3 separate regions of the Rattus norvegicus genome follow, and regions 1 and 2 are each linked to region 3. A link is a contact called in public Hi-C data. All regions are on one chromosome and are shown on one strand. Each heading gives the region's core, a stretch centred on a gene start, on an enhancer-like site or on the middle of the called end of the contact. The rest is flanking DNA. Distances are from core to core; before and after follow the strand shown.

Evidence for each region. Hi-C and Micro-C count contacts between places; a contact is called where the count stands out from the background.
Region 1: a contact with region 3 is called in a Hi-C map of the A7r5 cell line, with 5 times the contacts expected there. The contact joins two enhancer-like sites. A contact is called at or near these places in 12 of 12 Hi-C or Micro-C datasets (the A7r5 cell line, the Rat2 cell line, Schwann cells and 7 more) and 1 of 1 datasets of contacts at active chromatin or transcription factors (oligodendrocytes).
Region 2: a contact with region 3 is called in a Hi-C map of Schwann cells, with 10 times the contacts expected there. The contact joins two enhancer-like sites. A contact is called at or near these places in 9 of 12 Hi-C or Micro-C datasets (the A7r5 cell line, the Rat2 cell line, Schwann cells and 5 more).

Annotation. Positions count from the first base shown.
Region 1 is chr3:85,072,789-85,075,707 of GRCr8, reverse strand. It overlaps Ppp1r1c (protein phosphatase 1, regulatory (inhibitor) subunit 1C), which reads right to left. Exons shown (of 5, transcript NM_001109200.2): 4 at 2,321-2,381. Among named protein-coding and RNA genes, the nearest start is that of Ppp1r1c, 51 kb to the right of the region's middle. Within about 2 kb of position 1,622, at least 11 of the 93 cell types and tissues checked have an H3K27ac peak or open chromatin away from gene starts, as enhancers often do. A contact at or near this core is called in the A7r5 cell line and Schwann cells, where this site is marked.
Region 2 is chr3:84,960,241-84,963,094 of GRCr8, reverse strand. Itprid2 (ITPR interacting domain containing 2) reads right to left here. Exons shown (of 18, transcript NM_001107738.1): 10 at 196-284. Among named protein-coding and RNA genes, the nearest start is that of Itprid2, 18 kb to the right of the region's middle. Within about 2 kb of position 1,329, at least 32 of the 93 cell types and tissues checked have an H3K27ac peak or open chromatin away from gene starts, as enhancers often do. A contact at or near this core is called in Schwann cells, where this site is marked.
Region 3 is chr3:84,823,136-84,825,835 of GRCr8, reverse strand. The region is part of intron 2 of LOC102553121 (a long non-coding RNA gene); the gene reads right to left. Among named protein-coding and RNA genes, the nearest start is that of Neurod1, 54 kb to the right of the region's middle. Within about 2 kb of position 1,300, at least 11 of the 93 cell types and tissues checked have an H3K27ac peak or open chromatin away from gene starts, as enhancers often do. A contact at or near this core is called in the A7r5 cell line and Schwann cells, where this site is marked.

The DNA of each region.
Region 1 (2,919 bases), core at 373-2,872, 250 kb before region 3:
GGCCATCGTCATCCCCACACCTCCAACTCTGCTGGACCCAACCCTGCTTCCTTACCTACCCAACTCTTCTCCTTGACCCATGTAGAACAATTATCTGAACAGCTAGGGACAGTTTACCAAGATCGAGAAAACCAGAGAAGAGTTTTATAGGTTTGGTTCGGACATATTAAGTTTATAAAGGCCCATAGCATCCGAGTGAAGAAATTTAGTAGTTAGTGGCCAACTGGAGATCTTGGGGGTCATCAACACCGCCCTCCAGACACTGTGCCTGGTCAAACAGCATTCTAGGCTCTGCTTCATGTCTTGCCCTTTTGCATTTTCCCCTGACACAAACAGGACACAGCAGTATGCTTTTTCTAAGCCTACTGTCTATACTACAGTAATTTCAAAAGAAAGGAAAAATGAAAATACTCCGTAGGTTAGTGGGAGGCAGGAGTAGGGTGAAGTTCATTCCTTTCTACCTTGTCTCCTTACCCTGTAACTCCTCAAACAAAAGAAGCTAGGCTCTGCCTTCTTTGTTTTTCTAGCCAGTTAGTCACTGGCTCCTTCAGGAAGCTGTAGACTTTCCCTCACTGTAGACCGCCTCAGGACACATTTTGTTTTGTTTTGTTTTTCTTCGCTCATGTTGATTGTCCCTGTTGGTGCTTTGCACTCTCAGCAAACCAGTCGACACTCACTGCAACATTCCACTGCAGTCTGAAGAACCTTCATTTGGGGCAGTCGTATTAACATGTTTAGCGTCTCAATAACACTCTCTTTGTCCAGCCATCTTTAACATGCTTAAATCTCCTCATTGTGCTCACAAGAGGCCATATGTTACCATTGGTTAAACTGGTTTCCAGGAACAGATACTAGACTGAGAAAATCATTCCGATTTGGTTTTTACTTTTATCGTACGCTGAAAAGTGACATAGACATTCCCTAACTGATTCGTGTCGATACCTGAGGCCTCCTTGAACAAATGCCTACACTCCCTTAAGGCCGGAACTCATTGCTGCAGATGCTGAACCATCTCTCGACCCTGCAGGATGGAGTTATACTAAAAGATGCTTCGATAGAAGCAGCTTCTCTGAGTGCTAGAGTCCCACATTCTTAGGATATCTGAGAGCTAAAAATAACGAGCACCGTGGCCCCTTAGGCCTTTGAGTTTAAGATTTTCCTTTCAAAATAATATAGTTATTCTCTGAGGACACCAGGACAGTACTACTTTATTTAGCTTAAGCTAACCCAAAATAGAACAGAGGAAATAATTGAGCCACTGCACATCTTCATTGTCGTCTTTTCATGCCCAAACTGATGCGTCTTGAGAAATCCTAATCACTCACGACGAAGAACTATAAACCCTACACTGATCTTTAGACAGTGATACCAGGAACTTAACAATCGTCTTGGGATAAACTACAACGCAGACGAAAGCATCATTTACTCTTCTTTCTACACACGCAGCCTTTTATGACTGCACAGGACAGAAGTTTACTGAAAGTAGCTATGGATCCATTTGTATCCCACCTCCCTGCAAAAAGGAATAAAAAGTGGAAGCGCTAGCTCCGGTTTAGACCTCTAAGCTTCCCCACTGGCTTCTTCCACACTGAGTCAGAGCTGGAGGGCAGCGTGACGGACCCTGCGCCAACAGCCAGGCAGCCAAACTGGAATGGGGGGTGCTGGCCTGAACAGCAGTCGCTGCCTTGTGTCAGGAACATTTTTGTGTGAAAAAGAAAAGGAGCCTTTCCTGGAACTAGTATTTGTCAAAATCCTGATACACTTAAATGTTACTTGGCAGTTCTAATTTTGAGGAGAAGTTCTGGGGCGATGCCAGCCTCTGAGCCAGCATTCTCTGATGTGATCTGGGCAGCTGCTAGAAGTACAGCAAACTGGTGCTCGACTGGGTTCAGTAGATCTGCTTCTGACTTGAAGCAGCGAGACATGCTTGACACGACATCTCCACCTAGCCCAACTCTTCTGCTTTCCTTAACTTAAGGGGGAAAACAAACTAGTAATCATGTGCCAATCAACAAGAACAATCAGAGGTTTGGGAAGAATTCTTTCAAAGGAAAAATATAAATAAAGATAAAAGAAAAAGTCGTTATTTTGAAAATTGATTTCTTTCCTCCCATTCTAAGGTTCTGAAACTCTGAAGTTACCAATTCTTCAGCCGCCTATTTCACCCACAACGAAACGGAGCTTCAGAGAGGTAAAATCTTCCCCACCTCCACCCTGTTGCTAGAAGCACAGCTGAGACAAGCATACATGATCAGCAGACAAATGGCCTGCCAGTCCTGACAGCCATTGCTCAGAACACCCGAGTGATACCTAGCAGTACCTTTCATAGCCGGTGGCGTGTACACACTCTGCTTCCTTTGCTTAGGGGATGCATTCTGGGACTGTGGACAAGGAAATGGAAAGCATTAGACATGCATTACAAGTACAATGCTGTCAGACCTGTGAAGCAGACAAAACTGCACTGAATCTCAAAGGGCTTTGTGAGGTCTCCCTGTCGAGACGTAGTGCTGTAGCTGTAATCACTTATGGACACGCTCAGTGACGTCACAGACCTCTACGCTACATGAACCAAAGGGAGTCTTCCATCATAAAATTCACATGTATGGTGATTTCTAATTCTTTTAAACATTTCATTATTAACATTAGTTTCACAGTGTACGTGGTTTTATTACACCCATTTGTTTGCTGTGTGTATACTTGTGGGTGTACACATCTCATGGTGCGTGTGTGTAGGTCGGAGGACAATTTGTAGGGTTGCTTGTTTCCTTCTGCAATGGAGGTCCTGGAGATCAAAGTTGAGGTGTCAGACTTGGTGGCAAGTGCCTTAACCTATTAAGCCAAATTGCTTGACTCCAGATTAGTTTATTTAAAGAAAATAAAAGGATATTAATTAAATTGTAAAAATTATATGAGTTCTGA
Region 2 (2,854 bases), core at 80-2,579, 140 kb before region 3:
AATTTTTTTATATCCAGAGATCATGAATAAGTAAAACCTGAAACTTATAGTCAAATATGTAGCCAAGAGCTACATTTCAGACATTTTATTCCTATTTCCATTTGACAGACAACCTTACAATACAACACATGGACAGACGACTGCCTTAAAACAAAGTCAATGGAAGTGTCTATTAATGAACACAGGAAACTGTACCTGAAGGTGATTGAGGGAGAGGCAGTCTGTGGAATCCTCAGCAAACCCGCTGCTATCAGAATGCTGACTTGCAGTTCGCAACAGATGATCTGTCAGTAGAAACACTATTAAACACATAGGCCTGCAATGGCGGGCAGTGACATCATCATAGATACGATCCCCAACAAAGCAGAACAAATTACTATGGAAAATTGCAGCTTCAAAGGACAGCCAGTAACTCAAGTTCAAATAAAAGCTGAATCGGGTTTTCTATCAGAAACTCTCAGCATTCATTTGCTAAGTAAGCTCTAGTGGCAAAATACTTGATAAATCCAATTACCACAGATGTAAACTGGATAAAATAAAAATAAACAATTTACAAGTTATATAAATCTACAAAAATGGTTAGGAAGTGAAATAATAAGTTTATATGCAGAATCCAATAAAACTTTCTGCATCTTACTAGTTTCAAAGAAAGAAAGGGCTATAAACTAAATCATTTGAAATATAAGGATATTCAAATATCTCTAGTGTTTCTTATGATAACAATTGTTTGTGTTGGGAAATAATTTTTTCATAACAATTAAACAGAAGTAGAAGATTCAATTAATATATAACACTGCTAATTTTGCAAAGACATGTTTAGCATTAAATATGTTCTAATTTCTAAATATATACAATGTTCTTTTATGAAAGATACTAACTATATAAATAAATATATGTGTGCAGTAAGCAAGATGGCATTCTATCTACATTACACTCACCACAGGAGGGGACTTTATGCCTCGTGCATTTGCGAGGCAGGCTGAATGCAGTGTTTATCAAATCATCTGAACCAGATAATATGACTAATAAAATCCACTTGGGTTTAAAAACATCCTACTGGAGTTTAAAGATTCAAGAAATAGTGATTACATCCCTTTCGAAAACTGAGAAAGGTCCCCAGCAGTGTTACGATGTTAGTCGGCTGCATAATGAGTTAAAGACATGTTCTATCTCCTCACTCAACCTGGACCTGCTGGAACAACTATGGAAGTGGACTGTGACAAACTGTTCCCAGCAGTTCTGACTGGGCACTACAGTCCTTCAAAACAGACTGGCCCTCTAGTCAGAGTAGCTGCCACTGTTCTTGTGTGTCACGGCTCTGTCTTGTTCTGTTTATAACTAGACTTTGAGCCCATGAAGACAGGAACTTTACTTATTCTTAATGTTCTGGTATGTAGAACAACATGGCAATGTTTGCTTAATGACTCAGTGGTAACTCACAACAATTAAGCAGTTACATAAATGATCTAGAAATTAAAGGGCATATTTGGTGGGGTAAAGGGAATTTCTATGAAGTACAGAGAAGACAGGGTCAGTTTCTTCAAAGATCTGCTGAATGTGCAGCAGAATAAGGTCTGGACCGGTTCTCCTCACAGCTGAGCATATGTGTACTACAGTTTGGTTGGCAATGCAGACTGAGCAGGCTTCAGAGTGGGCGTGGGGAAGGGAGCGGCACACAGAGCTTAAGCTTCTTCTTTGCTTCATGGTGTAAGGCAGTACTGCGTCTCTCTGCAGACAGGGATTACAGCCCTCCACTGCAGAGCACTGCTTCAGGAGAAGGTAGGAAAGTACTCTTGGACCTAAAACCACACAGCATTGCTTTGTTCGTCTACAAAGCTAGGAGCCTGGCAAGTGGAGCTGGAGCTTGAGGCCAGCCTGAACCAAAGAGAAAGGCTTTGCCTAAATATAAGCCAATCTAGGGTCTTTGGGCAGATATTTCGTTCCCTGCATAGTTCTCTTGGGCTAAAGAGATGACTCAGCAAGTAAGAGCATTTGTTTTTGCACAGAACCTGGGTTCAATTCCTAGCACCCATATGGTGATTCATAAACAACTGTTAACTCTGGTTCCAGGTTACAAGACCAGGCACACCAGCGGTGCACACACATATGTGCAAGCAAAACAAGTAAGAAGGCAAAAACATCCATAAAGTACTTATTGATAAAGTAAGTTTTATAAAATGAAACCGCAGTTCTTTACTAGAAAAATTTAGACCTAAGGATTAATACTCAGTTTTGAAGACACTGAAAATTACCTTAATTTAAAAGTTACGCAAAATATTTAAATATGAAACAAAACAAAATACAGAAACCATCTGTTTAGTATCAAAATCAGTATATTCTCTTCCAGATTTTCGTGAAAAAAATAGTTATCTTCATAAAAAGGCCAGTGTGGGACTTCTGGAATCTGAGGCTGCTCAGTGAACACCAGGCTGGGACATGAGCCGAGCTACGGAACCTCTCTCTCAGTTCAAGAACGAGTCCCTGCACCCGAGACTACAGGCGTGTGCTTGCAGAGTCCGACTAGTGAAGCCACGCCTTGCTTCTACTGTGCTTGGAAATGAGTAGTGATTCTAACTATGAAGTTATGACTAGTCTGTGACGTACCACATTACCCATTACCACGACTCCATAGACTGCCTTCCAAATGGACCAAATGTCACTGTTTCCTGTAACCCTTTATCACAACTACACATACAAAACTCTTTTACTGTAACTTTAGAAAAGATCTATTGACAAATATGCAAATGGTTTTGTTTATGGCATCATAAACAAGAACAAGAGACTGAAGACTGGGAACCAGGAGGAACTCCAGTTTGAATGGCCACTAAATAGATCTTCCGTATTTCTCACCGCT
Region 3 (2,700 bases), core at 51-2,550:
TCACTACCTTACTTTCTTTATAGCAACTTAACAATCCTTTAGAGCACGTATCTGTCTACAATGTAAACTGCACACACACAAAAAAAGACTTCTTGTTCACTGCTGTCTTGTCAGGGTGTGAGATGCTACCTGGTATACAGCATATATTCAATTTTAACAAGTAAATGCTGCCACAGTGTACAATATTCAGAAGCAATATGAACAAGACTGTCCCACATGTGATCAACCTGCCATTACAAAATAATAGGGAGAGGGTAAATTATTCATCAAAGACATTGTTTCCTTTAGAGGAGTCCCCCTCTCTTCAATCTGCCTATCAATGAAAGATTTATTCTAATATATCTCCCTATAGTTGTTCTTAGACTATCAAGAAGATGCATTGTAGAAAAGAAATTATCATCCTGATAAATTTTTAAAAAAGATTTCTTGTAGAAAAGAGATTATTATCCCGATAAACTTAAAAAAAAAAAAAACAACAACAACCAAAAACCCAATTTCTTCTTTGCATCATACCAAGAAATCAACTCCAAGTGGATTAAAGCCTTAAAGATGAAAATTTAATCTTAAGATAAAGATAATCTTTAGTCCTTCAGATAAAGAGAGCTTTCTTAAGACAAGAAAGAAATAACACACATCACGAAGGAGTGGTGGATACAACAAAATGGCAAGGGTCTCATGGGAGCTGAGAAAGAAGCCCAGTAGTGGAGTCCCGACTGGCTCTCATGTCAGCCTGGATTGGATCCTGAGTACCACAAGGGAAAATGAAAAGCAAAGCCAAAAATGTGCTCATTCACAATATATGCCACAAAAGAGGGAGAAACAGTAGCACACTGGCAAAAGCTACAACTGTGGAACAGAGGGTTAGAACCTAGCACATCTATGGAAAATCTTTAAATCAAGAAAAAAGACAAGTAACCAACAGGAAAGTGTGTGTCTCTGTGTGTGTGTGGTGGTGGTGGGTGGGAGTTAAGTAGCCTCACTGGAGATCAAAAACATGCAATTTAAGCCACAATTAAATACCGTTTTTGTTCTTCAGTTTTGGCAAGACTTTTAAAGGTTGGGAAATGGGAAGTGCTGGCAGGGTTGAGCAGTCACGCTCTCACCCTCTGCCTGCAGCGGGGTGATTGTAAAGTGGCTATGGAACAACCGCCCTTGGCCACAGCAATTCGTTCTTAGGTAGAGATTCTGGAATGGCTGCAGCGAATGTGCATCTGGAGACATGTACAAGGTTAGAGGAGCTTTGCCCACACCAGTGACGTGCTGGAAAGATGCCGATGTGCATCAGTCATGCAGTAGATGCGTAAATCTCACCAGATATACCAATGTCTCGGCGCAGAGATGACTCACAGGGCACGAGTCCACGCAGAGGAACCTAGAGATGCCATGGGGAGGAGGGAAGCCAATCACAGAGAACAGCATGTGAAACCACTTATGTGCAGTTCAGATCCAGGCAAATCTGAACTGTAATTTCTCTAGAGATGCAGAGAAGCAATCAGGGAAGGCAACGGACTGTTGAAAGCAAATGAATGAAAGAACTCAGCAGTTAATCTCATTGTTTCCCCTGGCTATGGGAGTTCTTGTGCCATAGGGACAACTTTTACATTTATTTGTGGCTGAGAGCCAACCAACCCTTTTGTGTGTGAACACTTAAAAAAAATCAAAGTTCACATTCTCTTCTTGGGTAGTAGAAATTCCCACTCTCATAACAAATACGTACAAACAATAATGACAAGTTTCAAAGTGTGATTAATTTAAAAAGTGATTTAGTTTCCTTTCTTTTGCAATCGGCAAGGCCTCTTCCACAGTGTGGCAAATGCTGCACTCATTCCTTACAACTAAACTTTCCAACTAGGGTAGGAGTTGTTCCTTCTAGTTGTGTTGACTCAATCAATTCATGGTCCTGTTGTTTAGAGTTCAAAATTACTTCTCTCCCCCTCAATGTTGTAATTGTGTAACATTTGCTCATAAAGGAAATTGATGTGATCATGTCTGGCTTAGCAGGAAATTAAGCAGATAAGTAGTTAGACCATTCATTCTACTCAAGCTTTAGTGGAACAGGCACTCAGTACTGTCTGCTGTGTCCTCATTCACTCTATTGTCTATAGGTTCTGGATTTCACATTAATACCTTCTAATTAAAGAGAGCATTTCACTATGGAACCCGGGCTGACCTCAAGGTCTCCATCCACCTGCCTCAAATCTCGCAAATGCTGGAATTATTTAATGTAACTATCATAAATTATGTTCCTATCTTCAAATATTTAAGACACTAAAATAATTGTTACAGCACTTTAATAATAAAAACATGTTTTACAAAGTTTGGAATAGAAACTTGAAAGCTTTCACTGAGTTGATGATACTAAATAACTATAGCCAGGAGCTTTCAAATGGTAACAATAATAACCAAAAGCATAAACTGTATGTATTCAGAACTACAAACCTGTAGTCACAGGATAAACTCATAGTCATCATAGAAAGATACATCTTCTTTCCTGTCTTTAACTCAGTAAAGTCATTATTGAAACTGTAACATCCAGGGCTTACAACGCTTCTGCCTTAAGTTGTGTAACAGTGTAGTTGGGTCATTCATACCTCAGTGGATATTAATATAAATGTACATCACTATTCTAACCTGTTGTGTCCTCTACCTTAGTGTGTACTTACTATGTGCGAGCTTGGGGAATTGAGAGTGTTACTCTGG